2 separate regions of the Mus musculus genome follow, and region 1 is linked to region 2. Evidence: chromatin contacts called from public HiChIP or PLAC-seq data. All regions are on one chromosome and are shown on one strand. The core of a region is the stretch at or near the end of the contact, and the rest is flanking DNA. Distances in the headings are between cores, read along the strand shown. Region 1 holds the start of E030030I06Rik (RIKEN cDNA E030030I06 gene). Region 2 holds the start of Olig3 (oligodendrocyte transcription factor 3).

What was found. HiChIP or PLAC-seq counts read pairs in DNA pulled down with a chosen protein or histone mark.
Region 1: a contact with region 2 is called in an H3K4me3 HiChIP or PLAC-seq map of embryonic forebrain, with 14 times the contacts expected there. The contact joins the promoter of E030030I06Rik here to the promoter of Olig3 in region 2. A contact is called at or near these places in 2 of 39 promoter capture datasets (cranial neural crest and hippocampal neurons) and 2 of 115 datasets of contacts at active chromatin or transcription factors (astrocytes and embryonic forebrain).

The regions. Positions count from the first base shown.
Region 1 is chr10:22,147,847-22,150,551 of GRCm38.p6, forward strand. It overlaps E030030I06Rik (RIKEN cDNA E030030I06 gene), which reads right to left and starts at 1,424. Exons shown (of 2, transcript NM_001254745.1): 1 at 643-1,424. The coding sequence starts at 1,166.
Region 2 is chr10:19,355,247-19,358,005 of GRCm38.p6, forward strand. Olig3 (oligodendrocyte transcription factor 3) reads left to right here and starts at 1,293. Exons shown (of 1, transcript NM_053008.3): 1 at 1,293-2,759. The coding sequence starts at 1,383. The coding sequence ends at 2,204.

The sequences.
Region 1 (2,705 bases), core at 174-2,673, 2.8 Mb after region 2:
ACTAAAGCATAGGCACAATGGGGGCCTTTATTTACATTGGCTTTTTACTTATTTATGTAGTAATTAAAATTAAAATGTAGTAAAAAAAAGTAAAAATGTACTTATAAGTCTAACTATATTGGAGCCGGGCGTGGTGGCGCACGCCTTTAATCCCAGCACTTGGTAGGCAGAGGCAGGCGGATTTCTGAATTCTAGGCCAGCCTGGTCTACAGAGTAAGTTCCAGGACAGCCAGGGATACACAGAGAAACCCTGTCTCGAAAAACAACAACAAACAAACAAACAAACAAAAAACCAAAAAAAAAAAAAAAAACCCCAAAAAACCAAAAGACAAACAAACAGAAAAAAAAAAAAAACCAAAAAACAAAACTAACACCCAGCCCAGGAAGATTCTGTAGACTGAGTCCTAGAGGGCTTGGGGTTGTCTGGTTTTGTCCCTAAAAGACACCCAAAGCCCCCAGACCCCTTGGGGCACGCAGAGCGGTGTGGGAGGGGGAGGGGAGCCACCGCAGGTCTCTTTTTCTGCCTGTCTAGCAGGGTCACCGGTTTTATCTGAGGAAACTCAACTCTTAACTTTAGTTGGGCAACCAGCCGCCCCTTGCCCAGCACATTCCCGGACCCCATAGCCAGGGCTCCAGGCTCACCTGACCACGTAGGGTTGCTCTAAGGTCTCCAGGTGCCTCAGCACCGCCACCTCACGGACGGTGGAGAGCCGCAAGTCCTCCTCACTGGTCTGTACTCGCTGGCGCTTCGGAATCAGGAAGCGGCCGCCATTCTTCAGGTCGGGGGCCTTCGCCGATCTCTGCCAAGCACTCGTACTCTGATCGGCGCCACCCAGGCTGTCCTTCTCCTTGCTGGCTGCAGGCTGTCGGTGCGGCACAGAGGAACCGGGGTGCGTACTCTCTGACTTACACGCCTCGGGGGCCCCCGGGCTAGACGGACCGACCTTCTCGCCCGCGGGCGCAAGCCGGGCGCAGCCGCGAAACTCCGCCCAGCTGAGTCTCCGCGCCCTGCCGCCGCCGCCGGAGATCCCTCCTCTTCCCCCTCCGCAGCGATTACGTAGTCTGCCCACAATCTCTGCACCTAGGAGGAGGAGACCGGAGGACAAGGAGAAAGTGTGATCAGACTGCCCGGGAGACTTCCATCGGGTTCCACCAGCTCCCCTCATTCTCCCCTCTACTCGCCCTGGCTGCCTAATCCGGCCAGGTTTCTCGGAGAAAAACCAAGTTACTTTTCTTCCCCAGCACGGCTCGTGCTGTCTTTGAAAGGAAGAGGTTGCTGGGGCCCCTTGGGGATGAGCGCCGAGCGGGACGCAGCGGGACAAGAGGGGGCGTGCGGAGCAGCCCAGAGTGTGCCCGGAGTGCGGGGGAGGGGGGCGCCGGGCGCATCAGTGTCACGGCTCAATATTTATACCTATATCGTTGTTCTCAGCTGCCCTCCCTGACTCGTCGCGCGGAGTACGGGGCGACCTGGGGGAGTTCGGAACTGGCGTGAAAGCACCGGGGGTTCACCCATGTGGGGTCGCAGAGCGGGGTTGGGGCTCCTAGGACCCTGTAACCCAATGCTGCGAGTATGCGAGTAGGGGTGGTCAGACATCTGCTCGGAGATTGCTTCCTTTCTACTTTCAGTTTTTCTACAGGGAGACATTTGAAAGAGACTCGCTCTCACAAACGGTCTTTGGGGTATGGCAAGCTTAGCGGGAGACGAAATTCTGCCTCCGAATCGCCGAGGACCTCCCTTGTGGAAACTCAGGGAGGACAGACCATCTGGTAGGGGAGGGCTGGGGCTACTAGAGGTGGGAGAGCAAGGGGCCCTGGAAGGGGAGAAGTGTCCTGCTCCCTTTCCCGCGCGCGCGCGTGCACACACACACACACACACACACACACACAAAGATCGCAAGGGTATGGGAAAGGCAGGTCCGTCACACTTTTGCTTGTCCTGTCCTGAAAAGTAACTTCGGGACTTTGCTAGCTAACCGGGACTGGTCCTTAAGTTTTCAACCCGTGCAAAAGCAACCGCCCTTACGACGGTGGGGGTGGGGGCAGTAAACGTAGGTCTCCCGGGTGTGAGAAGGGTTAGGTCTCCCTTGTATCGCGACTTCAGAACCCCCGCCCGGTATCCTTGGCGGCTGAATGTTGGTAGCCAAGACAGTCGCTCTGTTCTCCAAAGGCTGGAGGCTAGGTCCCAGGCGCGGTCGGGCGTCCCATCCCCGTTCTGTTGTTTAGGGAAGACCGAGTGAGCCTTCCCGTCCCACCGCGGCCTTAGTCTGGTCTGGACCTTGTTCCACTACAGCCGCGTATCCGGAAAGGTCCCCATGCGTTTACCTGCCCCGCACCCCTCCTCCCCCGCTCGCTCTTCCGCCTGGAATTAAAGAACACATGGCGCGACCCCCACTGGGTGCGAGCATAGCACCACCTGGACAAGGCAGGGACACCCCAGGCTCCTTTGAAAGCTTTCCTAAAAAGCTGCATAAAGGACCCTCCAGGCCTCTCCCGGGGGTCGAGGGCCACATAGGTAGCGGGAGCAATGGCCTTGGCGCCCCTGTCCAGCCCAGGCTCCCGGAGGGGGCAGCACACGCACACCCAGACCGGAGCGGCGGTCCCTAGCCCCCTCTCCTCCTCCACTTTTGTTGTTGTTGTTGTTGCTTTACCACGCTGGCTAAATGTGACTTGACCCCATTTCAAAAAAGTTTGACATAGTGCTTCAA
Region 2 (2,759 bases), core at 43-2,542:
TTGTAACAAGCCCGCAGACAGGTATCTCCAGGTCCTGTGCACACACATACACACACACATGCACACGCACACACACCACACACTTGATTTTACCCTGAACTCCCGCTCTGCTCAGCTGCCGCTCCAGGTGGTCTGGTGCTAAACTCTGGATGCTCTCAGCTTTCACCCTGAGGCCAAAGACTGCCTTCATCCCATCCCAACACACAGTGGAACTTGAGGCGAAGAAGGCAGTTAGCTACCCCATTTGGGAAGCTGGAACCCCAAAGATCTGTACCGAGCTCTTGAGATTCGTTTCAATCCCTAACTCTCCCATTTTTCTTCACCCTTTTCTCTCCCCAAATTTTCTTCCTAAATTGATTTTCATATAACATTGGGGGTTTTGTCTCTCCTCCCTCAGTTCTATAGCTAAGAAGTTAAAGAAATGTACAAAACCAAAATTATTTCAATTCGCTATTTTTAACGCAAAAGAAGACTTCTCCACAGTAGCATCAAAGGCAAAAACGCATTGCCAAATGGGCACATGTTTTTTTTTTTTTTTTAATTTACCGGAAAGGGCAAATAAACAAAATTAACTGAATTTAGAGAAAATGTACCAGTGAATAACAACTTCAGTCAGCAAAGTCTCCAAGTCTCCCTGGTTGAACCTGCCCCGTTTTGGCTCCGGTATCCGGCTTTCTATTGAGACCTTGTTTTGCCCACATTTCTGTAAACTAGATAGAGAACAACCCATATCTTCTAAGTCCAAAGTAACGTCGTAGGCTGATCTTCCAGGCAACTTCTGTTCCTTCCCTTCATTTTAAGTGTAAGATTTGGTTAAAAGAAATAGAATGAGGGGAGTGGCACAGAAGAAAGTTTTTAAAGAACAAAACAACAACAAAAACAAGAAGTCCAGTGCATCCGCGGTGAGTGTGTCAATCAAAGGGTTTTGTGCCTGGGGGCTCCTTGTGGTTCCAAGCAGAGGTGTCCCAGGGCGGCCCCACAATGAATATGAATAGGAATCCTTGCTAACTGGGACAGCAAAGCGCACCGCCCTGAATGATGATGGCACGTCATCTTAACCAGCCCAGGATAGATAGGAGGGCTCCTTTTGTCTCTTTTCTCCACTGCAGCGCTATAAAAGCCCCTCTTTTACTGCAAGAGGTTAGTTCAGGCACACACCAATGTGCAGTGCAGGAAACAGCTAAACCAGAGATAGCGAAGCAAGCCAGGAGAGAGAGAGAGGCGGGGCAAGGCAGGGCCTTGACTTTTCTTCTCTGGTTTTACAACTGGGGAAGTGGGTTCCTGGACCTTGCTTTTTTTTTTTTTTTTTTTTTAATTCAAGATTCTCTTTAATTTCCTGCCTAAAGGCTCCTCAACCATAAGGCCGCATCTCTTGTAATAAAATGAATTCTGATTCGAGCTCTGTCTCCAGCAGAGCGTCATCTCCGGACATGGATGAGATGTACCTAAGAGACCACCACCACCGCCACCACCACCACCATCAGGAGAGTCGTCTGAACTCGGTCTCCTCCACACAGGGCGATATGGTCCAGAAGATGCCAGGGGAAAGCCTCTCGAGGGCAGGCGCCAAGGCTGCAGGAGAAAGCAGCAAGTACAAAATCAAGAAGCAGCTGTCGGAGCAGGATCTTCAGCAGTTGCGGCTGAAGATCAACGGACGCGAACGCAAGAGGATGCACGACCTGAACCTCGCCATGGATGGTCTGCGCGAGGTCATGCCCTACGCTCACGGGCCCTCGGTGCGCAAGCTCTCCAAGATCGCCACTCTGCTTCTGGCCAGAAACTACATCCTCATGCTCACCAGCTCCCTGGAGGAGATGAAGAGGTTGGTTGGAGAGATCTACGGGGGACACCACTCGGCCTTCCACTGTGGGACTGTGGGGCATTCGGCCGGCCACCCGGCACACGCAGCCAACGCTGTGCACCCGGTGCACCCTATCCTGGGCGGCGCGCTCTCCTCTGGCAATGCCTCGTCCCCTCTGTCCGCGACCTCCCTGCCGACCATTGGCACCATCCGTCCTCCCCACTCACTGCTCAAGGCGCCCTCCACGCCGCCCGCGCTACAATTGGGCAGCGGCTTCCAGCACTGGGCGGGGCTGCCCTGTCCCTGCACCATCTGCCAGATGCCACCACCGCCGCACCTGTCCGCTCTCTCCACCGCCAACATGGCCCGGCTTTCGGCTGAATCCAAGGACTTGCTCAAGTGAGCCACGGGCTGGCCCGGCCGGGAGGAGGAAGGGAGAGCTGAGGCAGGGGTCGCAGTGCCGGGCCAGGAGGGAAAGGGAGACTGCTCGGCCTGCGGGAGGGTGGGCGCGCGGCCCCAGGCCTCGCCAGCGCCCTACAGATCCAGATTCCAGTTGACCCACCCCAGCGGGGCGTGCCAAAACCAAACTGGAATACCTAGGTGTTAGCGAAGGGGACTGGAACCCGAAGTCCTGTTTTGCATGCATGCTTCTTTCCCTCATGCCACGCCAGTATTTCTCACTGTGGTATGCTCTTGTCAAAACTGCATTTGTTGTTTAACGATGGGATCAGTGGAGTTTAAAACTTGCAAAGGAACTTTGGAGTTGGCTCTTTCTGGCTGTGTTCTTATCTTGGAGGAAAGATGGCTATCCCTTTTGTGCAAAGCAAATGTAAATATTTCATCGAGCTAGATACACTTATGATTGTCTCTGCCCTTATAGATTTTTCAGAGACAATGGAGAGAGAGAGAGAGAGAGAGAGAGAGAGAGAGAGAGAGAGCTTGTTTCAGAATCCAAGTT